3 separate regions of the Sus scrofa genome follow, and all the other regions are linked to region 1. A link is a contact called in public targeted proximity ligation data. All regions are on one chromosome and are shown on one strand. The core of a region is the stretch at or near the end of the contact, and the rest is flanking DNA. Distances in the headings are between cores, read along the strand shown.

The links.
Region 2: a targeted proximity ligation map of alveolar macrophages shows a contact between it and region 1. A contact is called at or near these places in 2 of 47 Hi-C or Micro-C datasets (embryonic fibroblasts and skeletal muscle) and 1 of 2 datasets of targeted methods (alveolar macrophages).
Region 3: a contact with region 1 is called in a targeted proximity ligation map of alveolar macrophages. A contact is called at or near these places in 2 of 47 Hi-C or Micro-C datasets (epiblast stem cells and skeletal muscle) and 1 of 2 datasets of targeted methods (alveolar macrophages).

The regions. Positions count from the first base shown.
Region 1 is chr3:102,338,541-102,342,250 of Sscrofa11.1, reverse strand. No RefSeq gene overlaps it. Among named protein-coding and RNA genes, the nearest start is that of RMDN2, 33 kb to the right of the region's middle.
Region 2 is chr3:102,941,207-102,944,916 of Sscrofa11.1, reverse strand. The region is part of intron 18 of PRKD3 (serine/threonine-protein kinase D3); the gene reads right to left. It overlaps NDUFAF7 (protein arginine methyltransferase NDUFAF7, mitochondrial), which reads left to right. Exons shown (of 11, transcript XM_021087630.1): 11 at 3,500-3,710. Among named protein-coding and RNA genes, the nearest start is that of NDUFAF7, 21 kb to the left of the region's middle.
Region 3 is chr3:102,919,441-102,923,150 of Sscrofa11.1, reverse strand. It overlaps PRKD3 (serine/threonine-protein kinase D3), which reads right to left. Exons shown (of 19, transcript XM_013996212.2): 10 at 2,992-3,069; 11 at 1,534-1,810. Among named protein-coding and RNA genes, the nearest start is that of NDUFAF7, 43 kb to the left of the region's middle.

The DNA of each region.
Region 1 (3,710 bases), core at 876-3,375:
TGGCCTGACATGCCTCCTACCTTCCCCTTGCTCTTCCCCACCAGCCACACACACACACACACACACACACACACACACACACACCCCTTCAGGCCGCTGAGGTCACATGCCAGCATCAGTCCTGGGGCTTAGAAAACAATAGGTTTCTAAAACCTAAGTAGGTGGAATGGGGACTTTTCCAGCAGGATTTCTGTTTACCATTCCTGTCCCTGCAGCCACTATGCCCCAACTTCCCATATCGTACCCTCCCTTGGGCTCCCCAAGTATGAAAGCACAGGATGGCTAACAAAGCCCTAATTCTTGGGATTCTGTCCCCTTTAAGGAAGGTGCTAACAGGATAGAGCTTTAGCATTGTCCTAGAAATCTCACTTTTGCTCCGATTCACCCCGTCCTCCCTCCTTGAAATTGCCTAGGATTCTCTTTTGTTGTTTCTGACTTCAGTCTCTGGGACAGAGCACCTGGCCCTGCTCCACCTGCCTGTTTTCCAGCCACATCAGGCTAGACTAGCATGCTTTAGCTCTAGAAGCTGGAGGAGAAGGGCAACAGGAAGAGGGCTAGGAGCATCAACCATCAAGAGGAAGAATGATAACACCAGCTAGCTTATTTAATCTTTACAGTTGCCAACATTTTCAATACAGTAGCTGATATTCATTGAACACATAGTTATGGGGTTAGGGGACACCTCCATGTAGTCACTGTTCTGGACCCTGGGGATATAGGGAGAAAAGACAAAGTCCCTGACTTCATGATGCTTTTCTAGTGGAGGAGATAAGCAATAGACAAATACACATATAATAGAAGCCAACTAGTGCAGTGGACATTTCTCATTCTTTTCAGCTGCCCAGAATCCACTATTTTAGAAGAAGCTTACAACCTGACTAGCCATAAATTTCATCATTTTAATTTGTACTTCCTTGATTGTTAACAATGCCAAACATTTAACAAACTCATAGACTATTTTTTCTTTTGTGAATTATTTGCTCTTGGTCAATTTTTAATTGGAAATCCACCTTTTCCTTATTTATTTGTAGGAACTATTTATATATTAGAGATATGAAAATTTATTGTATACTTGCAAAGTCTTCCTAATTTTCCATTTGCTTTTAAAGATAGTTTATCTTTAATTTTTAACATGTTAGACTTTTTTGAGAAGCTGGTTCTGTGCTATGTATTTAAAAAATTTCTACTGGATATAGGACCTTTTTATTATATTTGGAATTTGTTACTGCTCAAACAAGGTAGTAATACATGTATATTTATTTTCTGAGTATTTTCTGAAACCTCTTTTATGTTATTTTCTTTTCCACAGATTCTCTTTGGTTTGTGGTGTAGACAGTCATACCATTTGAAAATAATCATTTTCATCCTCCTTTTTTCTACACCTCCCCCATTCTATTTAGGTGGCTAGAACCTCCCCCTCATTGTTAAAATAGCATCAAGATGGCCAACTTCTTACAGTCTTTGTGACCTTTAACATGACAGGCCCTATTTTTCCACTATTGCACATGCTATAGAGTGTTGGGCCTACATTAATGTTCTATCACTTATAAAGAAGTAATCTTTTTTTTTTAAAAAAAAAAAAGAGTTCTTCTTTAGCTCAGTGAGCATGAAACACCTATTTGACATCCCAGAGGGGATGCAGAGTTGGCAGTTGGCTATTAGAATCTGGAGTCCAGGGCAAAGCCAGAGCTGGAAGCATGTGGGATTCCTCAGTACACAGAGGGACTTTATCATCATGACACTCAGGAGTGAGTGTGGCTGGAGGAGAGGGGCCTCAGGAGGGAGCTCTGGGGAGCTCAGGATGACAGGATGGAGAGATTACAAAGAGGAAGAGGATGTAGCAAGGGAATTACAAAATAGGAAGAAAACCCAGCCTACTGTGTCCTGGGAGCCAAGGAAAGAAAAAGATTCCACAGTGACCCTAGGAGGCTTCCAGAGGATGCTTGTATTCAGCAGGCAGAGAGACCGAGGCTCAGAGGGGCCTGGCCTCCCTGTTTCAGGGCTCAGCCCCATACCTCTTCCAGGAGAGGAAGCCCTGAGTCCAGAACATGCTTTGCTCTGCACAGGACAGACAGCAGTGTGGCCACACACAGGCCCGGCCCCTTTCTCTGTGAAAAGAGCCCATTGTAACTTCCTTAAGAAGGAAACACCTCCATCACTGAAGGAACACTATTCGCTTCCTGTTAGAACAGCCTGACTTAGAATCAAGCTCAGTGCCAGCCCCACGCCCATAGGGAGCAATGAAGGAAAGAGGGGGAAGGAGCAGGCAGACGCGTGCTTCAGGGCTGGGTTTGCAGGAGAGCTTGGTGCGCACGGGGGCTGCAGGCTGCAAACCCAGCCTCGCTCAATTGGAAACTCTCCTCTCCCCTCCATAGGTCTGTCCTCTCAAAGGCCTGAGAAGTGACATAAAGGCAGGCAGTCTGGCTGCTTAGTGGCTGCAGTAGGTTAACCCTTAGATGCCTGCCAGACCTTTGGAGGAAGGCCAACACCAGTCATTCTTTCACTTATTCAGCAACTCTTTGCTGAGTACCTACTTTGTGCTAGACTTGAGCTGTGCATGGAGACACCTCGGTCAAAAAGACAGACGTGTTTCACACACACACACAGACACCTCACCCTGCCTCAAACTTAGAGTCTAGTGGGAGAAATTAAACAAACCACACAAATGCCACTAAAATCACAAATTCCATAGGCCTATAAGGGAATGTTCCTGGGGGCATAGGATGGTGCCCCTGATGGAGGCCAGGAGGGAATTCCTGCCTGAGAATGTGATAGGATCTGTAAAAGCAGGAGGGAGGGGGCAGGGGACGGGACTCTGCCCCCTGTGCTTTTAGAAGCTGGCCAGTGAGTTATGTCAGGACGATGATGCTTTAGATCCCCAAAGCCCAGATCAAATAGCAGAGCATGGAAACAGGGCAGTTGCTCCTGTCCTGAATGGAGAAACTGCCTGAGGCTGCCTAGAGCTCCTGGTGTGGAGGGTTTCGTCCCTTGGGGCACCAACTTGGGGACCAGTAGCCACTGCCGTGAGACATCCAGGGTTCCTAAGGCAGAAAGGACAACACTTACCATCATCAGCAGAAATGTGTTTTTAAAAAATCATCAGAATCTTTTGTTTAAAAAAAGAGCAGAGGATCTTTTTTTTCTATTTTAGCTCTATGTTTAAGTTTTTGAGGAAACTCCATGCTGTTCTCCATAGTGACTGCACCAATTCACATTCCCACCAACATGTCACAGGATTCCCTTTCTCTACAATCTCACCAACACTTGCGATCTTTTGGGTTTTTTGATAATAGCCACCTTGACAAGTGGGGGGTAATATCTCTTTGTGGGTTTTGTTTGCATTTCCCTGATGATTAGAAATGCTTAAGCACCCTTCGGCCATTTGAATTTCTTCTCTTGATAAGTATATATATATATATATAGAGAGAGAGTATATATATATATATAAGTATATATATATAAGTATATATATATATATATATATATATATAGAGAGAGAGAGAGAGAGAGAAAGAGAGAGAGAGAAGATATTTCAATAAACTTTTTTTTTTAAAAAAAAAAAAAAAGGAGAGGCGTTCTCTTGTGGTGCGGTATAGCACTCCGGATGGATACTGTGATGCAGGTTTGATTCCTGGCCCTGGAACTTCCACAAGCTGTGGGCATGGTCAAAAAAAAAAAGGGAGTTCCCACCATGGCTCAATGGTTAACGA
Region 2 (3,710 bases), core at 532-3,031, 600 kb before region 1:
ATCTGGAAGTAGGTTTGAGCAGTGGGAAGAGAGTTTTTTTTTATTTATCCTTTGTTGTGGTATTTGAATTTTTTTTAGTGTATGCTTCTATGAATTTTATAATTAAAAACAAAATTAGATTAAAAATTTCTTAAAGTCACAGTAAAACCAGTTATGCTGACAGGTACTTAAATATGAGTTAGAGTAAATCCAGACTTCCCAGGAGGAATAATTTTCTAAATTGAGCTAACTCTCTCATTTCTAGATAACTGCCAACATTTAGTTCTGTAAATTCTCATTTTTTGGTTCATAGAACTTTCATATTAATACCAGACATGAACTTTCAGAGGAATGGTTATATTAGTAACACAAATTGTAAGTGAGATTAAAGGAAAAGAATACTAGCCGTATGTCTTGAATTTATAGCTTAACTATATTGGCTATCAGAGTTCATTGGCAGAGTGATGAATGGTTGCTTTTTATTGTGCCTTCAGCTTAGCTGAAAATAGGACTAGCATTTTGTATCTCCCTCTAAATTAAAAGAAGATGGAGGCCTTATTTTTCAGATGCTGCCCAGCTTTGGGCCATTCCTAGCCGCCCTTAAAGACTTGGAGAATTTTTAGAAGATGAAAATGCTATAGGTTGTCCCAATTAAATAATAGTTTTTATGAGGTGGGGGAGTCAGGCAATGCTTCTTAAACCTACAAAATTTACTTTGATATTAGGTATTTAAGTCTTTTGGCAGTTGCAGTAGTTGAATATTAGACAGTAGTTTCCAAAAATTTATAATTATTCCAAACTTTCATTCCAAGAAATGAGACCTCAAGGTAATTACTCAAATTTTATATAAAATTGTAATAATGACTTGTTTTTTATTTTAGTTAAAAAAATCTATGTTCTTAAATATAGCATTAGTTCCATTTATAAATACTATTTCCAAACAGTTCTTTTACCAAAGCTTGGAAAAATAACACAACTAAATAAAATTTTCTTTGTATACCTCTAACTAGAGATAGGCTCAGGTTTTCACATGGAAAAGTATGGTGATATGGAAATACATTTTATTATCAAGCTTCTGAGGATATTTACAAAAAGTGGAATGTAACAAAAAATAAAAATGTACTGAACAGTGTCATTATAGACTACTTTGTACATTACCAAATGTTTCTAATGATTATTTCTTATACAAACACAACTTCAAGACAAAAAAAAGGTTATGCAGGTTAAACAGTAACTGGAGAAATCACTCAACTCCAAATTATCTGACAGTGCCTTTAAAATTTTTTTTTTTTTTTTTAAGAAAACTTCTTAGGCATTCAGCAACAAAGAGAGTGCAATTAATTTTCATGGCTTGTAAAGTTTGATTATATAAGTATAGCAAACATTCCAGTTAATTTTCATCTTACGCAGTAAAACCACAATAGGGTGCCTAGAGTGACTCAGAATTACTTCATTTTAGCACACCGATATAAACACACTTTGGAGAAATTTGGGGAAGTTATCCTGTCACATGGAAAATAGATTTCCAGAAGGCTTTGTAAAATTAATTTTTAAATTCATATGAGAATGAAATACTGAGAGACGTTGTGGAATGTCTCCTGGAGATATATAGGGGTAGAGAATATAGCAGTATATTTTGGAAGAGTAGTAACAACTTTGGAGCCACACTACCCCTGGGTTCAAACCCACATAGTAACTGTGTGCCTTTCAGCTGGTTACTTTATCTCCTTTCCTCATAACGCACTTACCTCATGGCTGTTGTGAGGGTAACACACGTAAAGGGCTCAAAACAGAGGAGCACCACATGTTTGCTTTCATTCTTTCAAGGATATTTTTAGTCCTAGATAAGGACAACCTCAGGGAGCTCTAGAGGCCCTCTTAGTCATAGCTCACAACAACATTTTTTTTTTTTTTTTTGCTACCTCAACTTCAGGAGACAGTGATAGTTAACACTTTTATGTATTTAGTTTATGAATATCTGATCTTCACATCAACATTGTAAGGGAGGTAGGGCAAGAATTAAAATCTTCATTTTACAGATTGAAGAGCTCAAGGCTCAGACAGATTTGTTACCTGCCCAGGCCAACATAGCTAATAAAGAAAGGAGCCAGATTCAACCCCCATCCCCCAGGGCTTTGCCTGTTTTTGCAGCATGTGGAAGTTCCTAGGCCAGGGATGGCATAGCTGTGGCAATGCTGGATCCTTAGTCTGCTGTGCCACAGAGAACTTCCAGAATAGAGCCAGATTTTTGTACTCCACATATTTTGCTCTTTTTAGAGGGGAAATCATTTTATACTGATTACTGAAGGATGAAGAACAAAATTCCCTAGGTTTTCTGTAAGTGAATGGTCTCAGATCTTTTTTTGAGGGAGAAAACTGTTAGCGACTTTTAAAAAACTTTGAAAAAAAATCTAACCTCTTAAATATATCTGGGTAGAAGTCTTTAGCTGGCTGCTGGAGCTGAAATATTAAAAAAAAAAAAAAAGAACCCTATTTCTTCATTTGCTTAGCTGAAAATATAGCCCTACTCTTACAGACTGTTTCATATTCCACCCCACCCACTTCCCCAAACCGCTTAAAATAATTGATTTAAAAATATTCCAGTAAGCATCCAGTAGAGCCTTCTATCAAGCTCAGGGAAGGAAAAAGTACAGTTTATTATTCTTTCCTATAGCATTAACTGACTCTGCACTGGCCTTACTTTTAGCATATATTTAATTTTCTTTCCCAAATTATTCAGCCCTGTGTAAAGATAAATTGTGTAATCAGAGTTCAGATCTATACCCCCTAAATGTGAGAATCCAATTGTGGCATCACAACGGCGTCAATGGGAACATGAGTATTTAGCAGCGAGTTGAGCTATAAGAAAACATACATAACAACTCAGCACTTAGATCAGCAGTCCCTACTCCTGGTCCTGTACATTAGTTCCAAATTATCTTAAGAGGCTGTTGCAACAGGCTCACAAAAGATGACAATTTTTATGTTCTAAAGAGCATATTGAGAATTTCAACTGCAAAAAGGGTAGGGATCACCGTTTTGGAGTCTTGACTGACCTAAAAAAGGTAGAGCAGTCCATCACTCCCTTTCGTGGGGTCTAGGAAAACCCCCCTCAATGCCTCTATGGCCAGTTAAATGTTTATAGGAAAGGCATGCTGGTAGCCTCTCAGCACTTAAGCGCAAATCTTTTTAGAAATCAACCTTATAACTCTTGTATTATTTGGTCAAGCTACGCAGTAACTGGACTCTAGCTTGACTTTTCTGCCTTTTAAAAAAATAACGTAAGAATAGGAAAGGGAAGATAGATAATTAGGTGCTACTATTGTACTAAAATGGACAATTAGGAAAAAATACAAAAACCAGTTATTGCTTATGCTATAAAAATTTATGAAAAGCTTCACCTTGGGTTCCATTATGTTTTTATTACTCAGTTTCCCCTCTTGTACCTACTCATTATGAACTACAGTATTGGTGTCACTGTTTCCTTATCGTATTTCCTCATGTCTTTGCATCCTTTCAGATGACAATCTACAGAGAACAACACTTATGCAGCAAAATATCGGTCCATAACATGAAATCCTTCCTTAATGAAGTTATTAGCTCATTGATAATTAAGGATCTTCTTCCATGTCATCTGGATTGGGAGCCATAATGAAGTGCTTTGGGTATACAAGGTTGTGTGTGTAAGCATGTATTTCCCAACGGGCATCATCACTTTCGTGTGTAATGTA
Region 3 (3,710 bases), core at 746-3,245, 580 kb before region 1:
TACTTGAAGTCAATATTTATTTTGTTTCAAACACCTCCACTCTCTCCATCCAGATTTAATACTACTGCTTCTCAAGAGAACTCTGCTCCAGATAGGTTGTTACAATGCAAAAGCATCAGCAACAACACGGTAACAGTATCACTAATGGGTCAGGAACTGCAATAAATGCATTATATGCATTTATTATTATTCCCCTTTTAGATCAGAGAACTGAAGAGGCCCAGATCATGAAGCTAGTAAGTGGAAAAACTGGGCTTTCATTCTCCAGAATTCTCACTCTTAGCCCTTCTGCAATCTGTCTTTAGGAACTCTCAACTTTAAGGAAGAGGTCCATGAATAGACGGGCTTGAGACGGTCCTTAAATCCAATTACATGTAAAATTTGTATGTTATGTGCCTGCATTATTTTCAGTTCTATCTAAAATTTCCTTGAATTTAAAAAGCACTGTGAATATCCATTAGTCACCCTTTAGGAATCAATGTTCAACACCAAACATGTTTATAGTCATTACCATCATCCCTTTGATCACAATTATTTCTTCAACTCCAGTGATACTACCCCTCCACCACCCCCAGCTCTGCCTATCCTAAGCTACTTGAGATCCAAAGTCAAGGTCCAAATCAGGTTCTTCTATCTCAAGTCTCTGCTTAGCTTCTTATTCATATCTGAGTTTCTCTAGAAATGCATTACTCATTTTTGCACTCTACTGCCTTATGCTACCATCTAATGCTTAATTATGTATGTATGTCCTATCTTCCTTAATAATCTTGAAAATTCTGTGTTCTTTCATATTGTAGCTCAGAGCCTACACAATGCCAAAAATAGATATACAAAGTAGCACAGGTGAGCTGAAATAAAGTACATTTAGAAACAGGCTGATACTTCTTTCAATTTAAATGTATTTGTCTAATGAACGAATGATGTTTCCCCATAAAGAGCATAATGCCAATGGGGGAAAAGTAACATTTTACTATAGTTTTCTGCTTAAGTGTCCACTTGAACCTTTATAAAATTTAGGTTTTATTTTATAAATTTTGTTGGTGCAAAGAACATGTGTTTCAATAATTTTTTAAATGTTGCTGAATGTTTTAATCAGTTAAAAGAAATACAGCATTTCTGCCTTCGCAGATTTCAAGAGTATGATGTGAAGTGTGACTTTATAGCCTGAAAATCCTACCATGAAGCAAAATATTAATACAGATAATTTATTTAATTCCATGAGAGTTCTTTCATTTAATGCTGACAACCCTATAGAATAGGTACTATTACAAAGATGTAACGTACTTGCCTAAGATCACGTAACAGGTTGGCAGAGCCAGGATTTAAATGGAGCCTAGCTCTGGGGATTTTAAGTGTATGTTATAACCAACAGAATTGTCTAAAGGATTTAACTGGTGGTATCGGTTACTAAAAATGGTATTGGTTACTAAAGGTTAAAATGAGCATTAAAAATAAATACAGAAATGCAACCACACCCACAATGTGCTTAAGAACCAAATGGGAAAAAAAGCTATGAAGAAGCTTATTGCTTACTGTGATCTTTCCCTTGCCCTGGAGAAGTACAAACACTTGCTTGAGGGGTAACAGGCATGAGAGCCTGACGAATTGCTTTTTCCCAGCTCTGTGCTACATCAAGTCCCACTCCAGTGGCAGCAAGAACAGGATTGTGAGAGCTGTCCCCATTGTTTTCACCAACAAAGTATACCATAGTGTCAGTGATGATTTCAAAACAGTGTGGGTTGCTGCCTTGTGAAATGTTTGTGAAATCTTGTGGCGAGGATATACGGAGAATTTCTGAAAGTGGAATTTCCTAAAGTAAAAAATTAAAACATTAGAAAATGTGAATACATCTTTGTTTTTATTTTCAAATACATTAAATAATCAAAGATAGGCATTTCTAATGAATACCATTAAGACACACACAAGTATGCAGTACACAGAACATATAGTCAAGTCTTAATGATAACATCTACCCTGAATGGTCTGCATGTCTGCCAATGCCAGAGGCAGAGCATGGGGTATAATAACCAAGCCGTGATTCAAGCCTGTAGTAGGTCAACAGAACAAAAGGGAGGGAAAGGATTTTGGAGGGCAACTGCCAGTATACCCAACACTCATCATTTCCCAGTTCTCATTAAATCAATTTAAGAACTACCCTACTGGCTGCTGTCTGCAACATACAGCCCCAAAGGGCTACAAAGGAGAAATAACAGCAGCAAAAAGAGGAATATCACTGTAAGTTGTTTAAGCACTCCATTCTGGTTCTGTCCATAATTGTAATAATCATTTATGTTTAGTCTATTTCCTAAGGCAAACAATTTATTTTAAAAAACCCAACCAGATCAAAGCAATTCATTGGTTTCAATTCTCTTTCTTACTGCCACACTGACAATTTTGCTCGCTGTCAGTTTGTGGCATGGCAAAACGTGAAGCAAGCCAAGCAAAGAGGATTACACAAAGGAGAAGACCCAAAAGAAGCCTCTGAGGATTGGAGGCTAAGGTAAAATGGAATATGGGAGAATGCCAATACTACATTGGCCTCTTCTGAACCTGCAATGCTCATGGACTTTCTTAGCAGTCTAGTCTAAATTCTAGCAGAGGCATCCCTTGGTAGGCAAAGGGGATTGGTTCCAGGACTTCTTGCAGATACCAAAATCCATGGATGCTCAAGTCCCTTATTTAAAATGGTAAGGCATTACAGATACATAGGACCACTTGTATCCAGAAGGAAAGCAGGAGCAACCTGACAGGCAGACCAAAACCGAGAAACACAGAACAGAAAACAACCTTTGGTAGCAGGGCTGTTGTGGGGGTAAAATGGAGGGGGCAGGGGACAGTTGCTTCAACAGAGAACTTAACAGTGACTTCCATAAATCATTATTAGGCAGAGCTGTAATATCCCAACATAACAGTTAATAAATACTATTTAGATATATTTGAAAAACACATCTTTTAATGTACACATACTTTTTAAAGATACGACATCTTTACCTTATAATACTTTGATCCGGATTCGTTTTGAAACAATGTTAAACATTTACTGTCCAGTCTCCAATAATGCCTTTTTCTCTATAAAGTAAAGAGAATAAAACTGTGAGGCTCAAAAGTAAAGACTCCTCCAAAGTGCCTGAGCTTTCCTTTCCCTTTCACTTCTATTCATAAATTTGTACTTCTGAAGAGGTTTAAAATTCATGAGGTTCAAAATTCAGAAAATTCAAAGCATATGCATTGAAAAGTATACTTCCATTGTCATTCAAATCTCACTCCCACCCTGACTCCAGGCAAGCAATGTTATTAGGTTTGGGGGGTTCTTTTCTGAGAATCTTAAGCAATGCACAGACAAATACGTATGTATTACACAGACAGACAGGCAATGTACCTATAGGCTAAATTTATAAAGGCTGGCTTACTGGGTTATTTTACTCGACAGTGTTAAATTATCCTACACAACATCGGACCCAATTTATAGTCTCATCAGTAACATAACAGTGACCATTTACTCAAACTTTCTCTAATGCAGCATGGTACTACACTTTTTGATCTTTGCTACAGATAAATAAAAACTGGTAATTTTGGTTAAATTTTTAATTGCATTTTTTTGTTAAAGATTAGATCAAGATCTTAGATTTACAGGTCACTTCTATTTTGTCTGTAAACTTGCTGTTCATATTCCTTGCCCATTTTTCTATTTTGTTGTGGTCTTTTTGTTA